2 separate regions of the Mus musculus genome follow, and region 1 is linked to region 2. The links are chromatin contacts, called in public Hi-C maps. All regions are on one chromosome and are shown on one strand. The core of a region is the stretch at or near the end of the contact, and the rest is flanking DNA. Distances in the headings are between cores, read along the strand shown. Region 1 overlaps Kcnma1 (potassium large conductance calcium-activated channel, subfamily M, alpha member 1). Region 2 overlaps Kcnma1 (potassium large conductance calcium-activated channel, subfamily M, alpha member 1).

Region 1 (4,134 bases), core at 1,450-3,949, 120 kb before region 2:
GCTGCTCAAGACTGACCTGGAGTGTCCTTGGATCAATACCTCTGACATCAGCTCTCCAGTGCTTGAGTCGTGGGTCAGCTGTATGGGTTTAGGATTGCAGTAGGGGTATTAGAAAGTCACCAAATGGGACTTGGTCACTAGTGTTTTAACAAGCAGCACAGTGCGACTGTGATTGCACATTGGTCTAAAAGATCAGTTCCAGCAATTTTTCAAGGTGCTAAGTGAAGTCCCGCCTCTACATCTTTGTGCCAATCACCCACATCCCCATGCTGTGACTGCCTCTGGAATCTTAACTGTCATACTACCAGAGAGTCAGAAAGCCCAAGCACTGTTTGTTGTGTGTATCTGATGGGGTCTCTTGAGATGATCTGTTAAAATGACATCTGACCTTTATCAGGTGAAGGACCTGGAGGCTCACTGCTCTGGGTAATGCATGGACTACCCATGAAGATCCAATTCAGATGCATCCATATCTAGGAATGTGCTTCAGCTCCAAACTGCATAGCCTCTGCTCTTAGGGCCTATCAAGGGGGAGGAGGAAAAGGAGAAGTTTTTCCTATGTGGCTGATAGAGAATTGTAATTGAGTCTAGTAATCAAGGCTGCAGATGTGGCCTGGGGAGATAGTTCAGTGGATACAGGCTTGCTATGCAAGCTTAGAGACTGATGTTTGGGTACCAAAAGCCCACACAGAACAGTGTGCCTGCATGTACTACTAGCACTTGGGAGGTGGAGACAGATGATCACCCAGGACAAGCTGGGTAGGAAAACTAGCCAAATTGGTGGCCTCTGGATTCAGCAATCAGTGAAGTTACTGGCATCAACCTGTGGCCTGTTTGGGAAGTGTATGAAAAAGAATTGACTAGATGTTGTGGGTACTTACTTTATGATCAGATACTCATGGCCATTATTTCTAGGTGTGAGTGTTTGTGTGTGTTAGAGAGAAAGAGAGAGAGAGAGAGAGAGAGAGAGAGAGAGAGAGAATTTGTCTTCACCAAGCCTCAAGCATGATTTCACAGCACAGTGCTTAATACAGTCTTCTGCACCGTCACCCACACATAGTGTACCCCATAGACATGAACACACATGCACATGTATATCATACATACGTACACAAGTCAGAAAAGAAGAAAAAAGAAGTGTGCAAAGCTTTTATAATATTGTAGGTAAGGAACTGAGAGCAGAGGAAAGTACTGTACTGCTCATACTAATGTTCAGCAGAAACTCTTGAGTGTTGAGTTTCAGGCTTCAGACTCTGCAGGCTTCTTGCTCATCACTGTCCCAGGACCTGGCCTGCTCCTGGAGCATCATCCTTTGTCCTTTGACCTTGCACATGACCCTAAATCACATGGAGAAGATTCGGGTAGAGTGTGTATGCATCAGTCTGGATAACAGACTGTAAGGAACACTGAAGCTAGGCAGAGTTGGAATGGGAGGGGCTTCCTCTCCAAATCATGACGTCACTTGCTCAGCCCTCATTGGGGGCAGTAGGAGAAATAAAATGCTTAGTATCTTTCTTATTCCTCAGGGAACCATGGCTAACATTTATTAATATGTTGGGAAAGAGGCAGTTTTGCTATTGATACCTTGGTTGGTATGTGTTTATATGAGTATGCATGTATGTATGTAAGTTTGTATGTACCTGGAAACATGGAAGTATAGGACAGCTTTGGTTGTCATTTCTCAGATACTGCTGGGCAGTGCATTTCTTTTCCCTGTTCTCTCCTTTCCTTTTCGAGTGATTGTAACTTGCTGATCTAGAAGCCCAGGGATCTGCTAGTGTCTGCTTCTCCAGCACTGGGATTGTAAGCATTTGTGACCATGCCCTGGTCATGACCAAGCCTTCCTTTCTCAAAGTTCAAGACTTTCTTTACACATGTTTAAGGATTAAACACAGGTCCCCATGCTAGCAAGGCAAGCACTTTGCTGACTGTGCCATCCCTCTGGATTTGTTTTTTACTTTTATTTTTTTGAATGGAAACTCCTTAGACAGATTTATTTTGCTACCGGGGAAGTACCAGCCAGTTTGCAATCACCTGAGTTATGGAAACATCTGGAGAGTTCATTTAGGCTCAGAGGCTAGGAACATGTGAGGACTTGCATGTTCATATGTATGCAGTTCCCTCCATGAGTTGCACATTTCCACATGACATCATGGAAAAAAACCCTTCCTAAGCTAACTCACAGGTGTAAACACGCTCATCCGACTGGATCCAGTAAGAAAATACAATTTTGATAACAACAACAAAGCATATTTATGTACTCAGTTGACGTGGCTGTTCAGGGTGTGGAAAAGACAATTGAGATAGCTAGGCTCCTTTGGGAGAAGAAGAGAAACTGGCTTTTATAGACACAGGCAGTAGCATGGCACATGGGCACAGTCTGCGTTGTCCACTTGGAGGATCAGAATTCAAGCCTGACCTTGCTGCCTTTTTATTTGTGATCTTGAGCATCTTTCTGATGCTTTGAACGTGAGTGGGAGCTGGCAGTCCATTCACAGTGTCTCCTTAAGAGCCTTTCAAGGATAAGGAAACCTGGTATCTTATTGATACCAATAAGGCATGCAATATTGAGCCTCCTGGTCTTAGACTCAGATCCGGTACAGGCCTGCGTGTTGAAGGAAGGACCCATACACAGCCCTGGGCTGCTATTTTGGTGGCATGTCAGGGTTAGGAAACCAGCAGCTGGGTGGCTTCATCTTCCCAGTTGTGTCTGGGCAGCAGCCGGTGGCGTCATCTTCACTGTGGCGATCTGGAACAGCTGCTGGGGTTTAAGCGTGCACTTAGAGGAATTACCTGGGATCGTAGCCGGCCTTACTGAAAGGGAACACATTTCTGTAAGCCGAGCTAATGTCTGAGGCTGGCGCACAGGGGCTTTCCTTCCACAGCAGGAGAGATATCAACAACAGGACCAGGCTGCCTGGAGAGGCTGTCCTAAATAGGAACCATGATTTCTTCCAGGATGCATTTAGTTTGGACTCAGGTTGGAGAGCATATGAAAAGACTGGGTATGGTCCAGAGATGTATTTTTCATGTCAAATGCTTAAAGTCTCTAGGTAGCTCTAGGCACCATGGAATAATGGATAGCTTAGCTACACCTTGAAGATTCCTCCATAAGCACATTTCATGCTATTCCCCTGTATGTCTGTGTCACAGTGGTCCCCTGAGGTAGTTCCATCTCTTCCTAGCCCAGGTAGTCTGAAGTTATTCACCTGTGGCCCTACATAGGTGGGGATACTGTGGCTATTTTCTGGTGACTTTATCTTCTTGTGAGATGTGAGTGACAAACATGCAATTACTAGACACAAATAAAGAGAATAGAATTGCCAAAGTAAAATCGAACTTAAGTGAGGTCGATGTGTAGAGGTCTGATAGAAATGCCCCTGGAGCTCTGGAAAGACAGAATTTGGAAGCATGGAAGATATTGACCCTGAATCAGCCTAGTACATCTTTGTTTAGTAGTGCAGCAGATTCAAACAGCCTCTCCTTGCAGCCTGCCCTGCAGCCAATGAACCTGGAGCCTCCTGCAATATTTGAAAAGAGAAGAAGACAGTGGATTTTCTTTATGTGTCATTTTACAGACTAAAAGAGGATGAATGTCTCATGTTGGTCTGGCCAGGCCAATTTCATACCAACCTGGCTTCTCAATGGCTTCCAGCTCTGGCCTTGGTTGCTGAGTTGTTTCCAAGCACATTGCTCTTTGGGAGTAATCTGCTGTATTGTTGGTGCAACATCCGTTTTGCATAAACTGAGGCAGATAGCTCTGGACAGCCTAACCTGTGAGATGCCACCACTGTTCATCTGGTCCCCTAGCCCAGGCCACTACCACTGCTTGTGTAGGCAGCTGTGATGGTAGGCTAGAAGCCTGGTGACATTTCCTCCTAGCAGTCCCCTCCCCCCTTCCTGGCAAGAGCATCTTTCTTGCAGCAACAGTAAGGATCTGTCTAAGATGCTTTTCTGGTCACATTAATTTCCGTCTGAAAGCTTGCCAGTTGTCCCCTTTGTGCTTAGAAGAAAATCTTTGTCGTGCAAATCCTTAGGAAAGGAAATCTACAGAAAGAGAATCTTACAGGTTTTACATGACTTGCCTGACCCAGGTTTTTTTCTGTGTTGGGTTGGGTTTTTTTCTGTGTTGCT
Region 2 (3,927 bases), core at 871-3,370:
TGAACAAAGTAGAGTGCTAGGGGTGTGCATTTGGCTGCTTGGCACACACATGAAGCCCATTAACCTGCATGCCAACAACAACAACAAATAAAATTAACCCTTAGAGTACTGCTTTCATACATTAATTTGAGGTTTTGAATCATATTGTTGAACATTGCTTTTATCCCCAGTGCAGAGTACCACACAGGAAGTCCAGTCTTAGTTCAGCCAGGACAGTAACCAGGATCCTCTCCTACAAGGCTTTCTTGAGCTGTTCCTGGGTCTTTTATGAATATACTAACAGCTTTTAGAAGATCCAGATGTGGGTGCTGGAAAATGGGCTCCACTTCTAATGGGCTGGAGGACATAGGGTTTGTTATTTTAGCCTTGTTATGAGTCCTTTTTAATTGAAGACATCAGTTCTTTAAGGGTTAATATGAAATCAAGACATTTGGTAATCCTTCCTGCTTGTCCTTCCTCCAAGGTGTCTGTCTGCATGATCCTCTTTAGAATCTTAGATCAACTCCTGAATGATGATGAAAAACAGTACATAAAATTATCACCAACCCCCAACGCAAAGAAAAGAACAAAACACTGAATGGTTGAATGGAGAGCCCTTTGGCAATGCTTGCTTGATGGTCATGGTCACAAGGGGTAGAAAGACCAAATGTTGTATTCAGCGAACATTCATTTTGTCCTCTACCCCACACACCGTTTCCTGGCATTGTGGAAGCTGTGGCGATATTTTCTTGGCCTTTTATTTACCTCTTGCTTTTTCTTCTTCCTGTCTAATAGCCCAATAGAATCCTGCCAGAATTTCTACAAAGATTTCACATTACAGATCGACATGGCTTTCAACGTGTTCTTCCTCCTCTACTTTGGCTTGCGGGTAAGTTTGGCAGCATCTTCCAGTAGTACCACAGTGGGGCATGAGAATCCTAAACGTATGGATAACCCTCCACCCACGACTGCTTTCCTAGGCAAGGTGAAGCCTGAGGTCTCTGTGGTGGACAAGAGACCTGTGTTCTGGTTTAGGGTCTGTGGACAAGATCTACTTAGCTGAGAGCTTTCTGAAACATGGGTTTATTTTGGTTCAAGGAAGGGTTTGAAGCAATGGTACGCTGACTCATTGCTATTCAAACATGACTGTATTTTTTTCTATTACAAAGTACATTGAAAAACACTTAAGCTCACAAATGTATATTTAGGAATGTCGAGACTGCAATTATCAGGGTTAACCAGGAGTGAAGGCTGGTGGGACGTGGGGGTCAAGGAGGAGTGAAGGCTTGTAGGATTAGGGAGTTTACACTAGATTAGGCTTATGGAGATTTTTTTTGTGTGCAAAATTTGAATTGTGCACATAAATGTGAGTGCACATATATGTGCTTTATTCATAGTTAGATTTGTATCAGAAAGGCCAAGAAGCTGAGATGAATTAAACCTTCTCTAGGCATCTGTTGGAAACCACAGAAAATCGCATCGCCTGATCATTCCCTAAGGCTAATGTGGCATATAGTCAGTCACTTCCTACAAAAGGCTGTGGATTCTCCAAATCAAGCTAGTGATTAATGTACAGAACAGCATGAGATTAGGTGAAGAGCAGAGTGTCGCCCCGCAGACCCCATAGAAACCCAACATTTATCCTTTGACAAAAGGACATATATTAAATGCTGACACCGTGCTTCTCATTTTGTTTTTCTGTCTTATTTTCTCTTTCCCTCCAGTTTATTGCAGCCAACGATAAGCTGTGGTTCTGGCTGGAAGTGAATTCAGTAGTAGATTTCTTCACAGTCCCTCCTGTGTTTGTGTCTGTGTACTTAAACAGAAGTTGGCTTGGTAAGTCGGTCTCTTTTGCCGTTTCACTGGCTCTTCAGCAGGATAGATTAAAGATATATAGGGTCCAGGAAGGATTCTTTTGCTGGTCTGTGGCTATGCATAGGCAGTTTTGCGTGTGGCCATGGATGATGTTCTTGGGGTGTCAGAACTGGATGGCGACAGCCCAGGAGAATCTGTGGAGGCAGAGCTTTAGACGGTATAGTTTCATCATTGTTTAAGTCCCGTGGTCATCACTGTCACAGCTGGGACTTCTACAGTTCACTCTTATGTCACTTGTCATTCAGGAATTGAGAGTCAGGACTGGTTAAAGAAGCCCATGGGAATGAGACCAACCGTCAGAGTGGCAGGATCTCGTGCCCCAGAAGTCCCACCTGTCACACTTGGGCTTTATTTATAGTTGCAATTTCTGGGATAAGCCGTACAAGATGAAACATCTCAAGTGGAATCACGGGTTACTCCACTCCCTTGCTGGGAGAATGTTCCTTAGTGCTTGGCTTATCAGGTCACTTCCTGAATTAAGACCAGCACAGTAAAACAATTAGTCATGAAAAGCAACCAGCTCTGAGAAAGATTAAATTGACAGCTCCCAGCTCCTCCTTGATGCTGTGTCTAAGTTATAATTAACATGAAAACAGTTTTGCTTCCATTAGTTAACTGAGGATTGGAGTACTTACCCAGAATTCCCTGTCTTTACTTGTAGGTTTGTTTTTTTTTATTTTGGTTTGGTTTGGCTTTTTAAAAAATTAATTAATTAAATTTTCTTTTTTTTTTTTTTTTTTTTTTTTTTTTTTTTTTTTTTTTTTTTTTGGTGCTCATACGGGACAACTTATATTTTTCAAAAAAAAAAAAAAAAAAAAAGCCCTGGGATTCACACACACAAAAAAAATACATGTTCTAACCATTAAAAACTTTCAACTACCAAAAAAGAAAACAGCACCAGGCCATTTCTCCTCCTTTTGTCCTCCATGAGTCCCCAACCCCCACCCTAAGATGCCGACTATTAACACACCTTTCTGCAAACTCATCTCATCCCATGCATAAGTAAATGGATGTGCACTTATGGCCAAACATTAGAGGGGTACTGATGTTCCTATGAGAAATTGTTTCAAATAACCATATTCCACTGCAATTTAGCTCTTGTAGTAACACGTGGTGGCCATCCCTTCAGCACCATAATAAGGTAAATTTTATAGCCATTTGGGAAATTTCCGTTATCTGCTTGTTGTGTAGTAGACCTAGCTCTAGGTTCTAATGGATCGCCTGGATGTTTTGTTTGCTAGCCTGAACGATATTTTCATAAACACTATCATCCATGTATTTGTGAAATTCCATTCCTATAGATATTTCCATATTACCAGAAGAGGCATTGCCAAGTAAAAGAGCATGAATAATTTATTTTGTAGACATTGTTAGATAATGTTCTAAAAATGTTGTGGGAAGATGTACTTGCATCCTGCAAAGCCCTGGGTTTGAAAACAACTGTCACATATTTAGAACATAAGCATCTCTAATATATAACATATAGTGATCACCTACACACTCTTGGATGCCTTGTGTAATTGTACCCTCGTGTGTGCATATCCTCAGTTAGATGCCACCTAGCCCCAGATTTCTCATTCAAACCATACTTACTTATTGCTGAGGGGAAAGTTTTGCTTCTTGGCTCTGAGATGTGCTTGCTGAGAATGGTCAGTATGTCCAGATCATGAGAGCCACATGCAAATCTCCGTCCTGAGTAGGTCCATGGGCTGGCGCATCCCAGCCTTCTCAGCTGAGCTGACGATTGGCTTTGTGACCTTTGTGACTGGGTCTTGTTCTCCACTCAGTCTGTGAAGGACATTGACAGACTGCCGCCTTATAATTCTGAGAAGGGCAGGAACCGAGGGACTTTAGAAATCAATAAATGATGCAGCCTCATGGGAAGCATCAGTGTTGAAACTGAAAACAGAGCAATGGCATGCTGGATTATAAAATTAATAACATTAACAATAACAACAATAATAGTAACAACAACAACCCAACCAAAACAATCAAAAGAACCTGTCCACTCTTGCAGGAGAAAACATTTAATACGATGCTTTTGCTTCTTAGTAACTGCCCTTGGGTGGAGTC

Evidence for each region. A called contact is a pair of places that touch in the nucleus more often than the background predicts.
Region 1: a Hi-C map of myocytes shows a contact between it and region 2, with 2.7 times the contacts expected there. The contact joins two enhancer-like sites. A contact is called at or near these places in 7 of 484 Hi-C or Micro-C datasets (cerebellar granule neurons, forebrain, frontal cortex and 3 more) and 3 of 115 datasets of contacts at active chromatin or transcription factors (the 230-238 cell line and large pre-B cells).

Annotation. Positions count from the first base shown.
Region 1 is chr14:23,705,631-23,709,764 of GRCm38.p6, reverse strand. All of the region lies in intron 2 of Kcnma1 (potassium large conductance calcium-activated channel, subfamily M, alpha member 1), which reads left to right. Among named protein-coding and RNA genes, the nearest start is that of Gm51422, 58 kb to the right of the region's middle. Within about 2 kb of position 2,699, at least 12 of the 459 cell types and tissues checked have an H3K27ac peak or open chromatin away from gene starts, as enhancers often do. A contact at or near this core is called in myocytes, where this site is marked.
Region 2 is chr14:23,588,529-23,592,455 of GRCm38.p6, reverse strand. Kcnma1 (potassium large conductance calcium-activated channel, subfamily M, alpha member 1) reads left to right here. Exons shown (of 28, transcript NM_001253364.1): 4 at 775-868; 5 at 1,704-1,815. Gm51422 (a long non-coding RNA gene) reads left to right here. Exons shown (of 2, transcript XR_003951126.1): 2 at 1-774. Among named protein-coding and RNA genes, the nearest start is that of Gm51422, 60 kb to the left of the region's middle. Within about 2 kb of position 2,120, at least 6 of the 459 cell types and tissues checked have an H3K27ac peak or open chromatin away from gene starts, as enhancers often do. A contact at or near this core is called in myocytes, where this site is marked.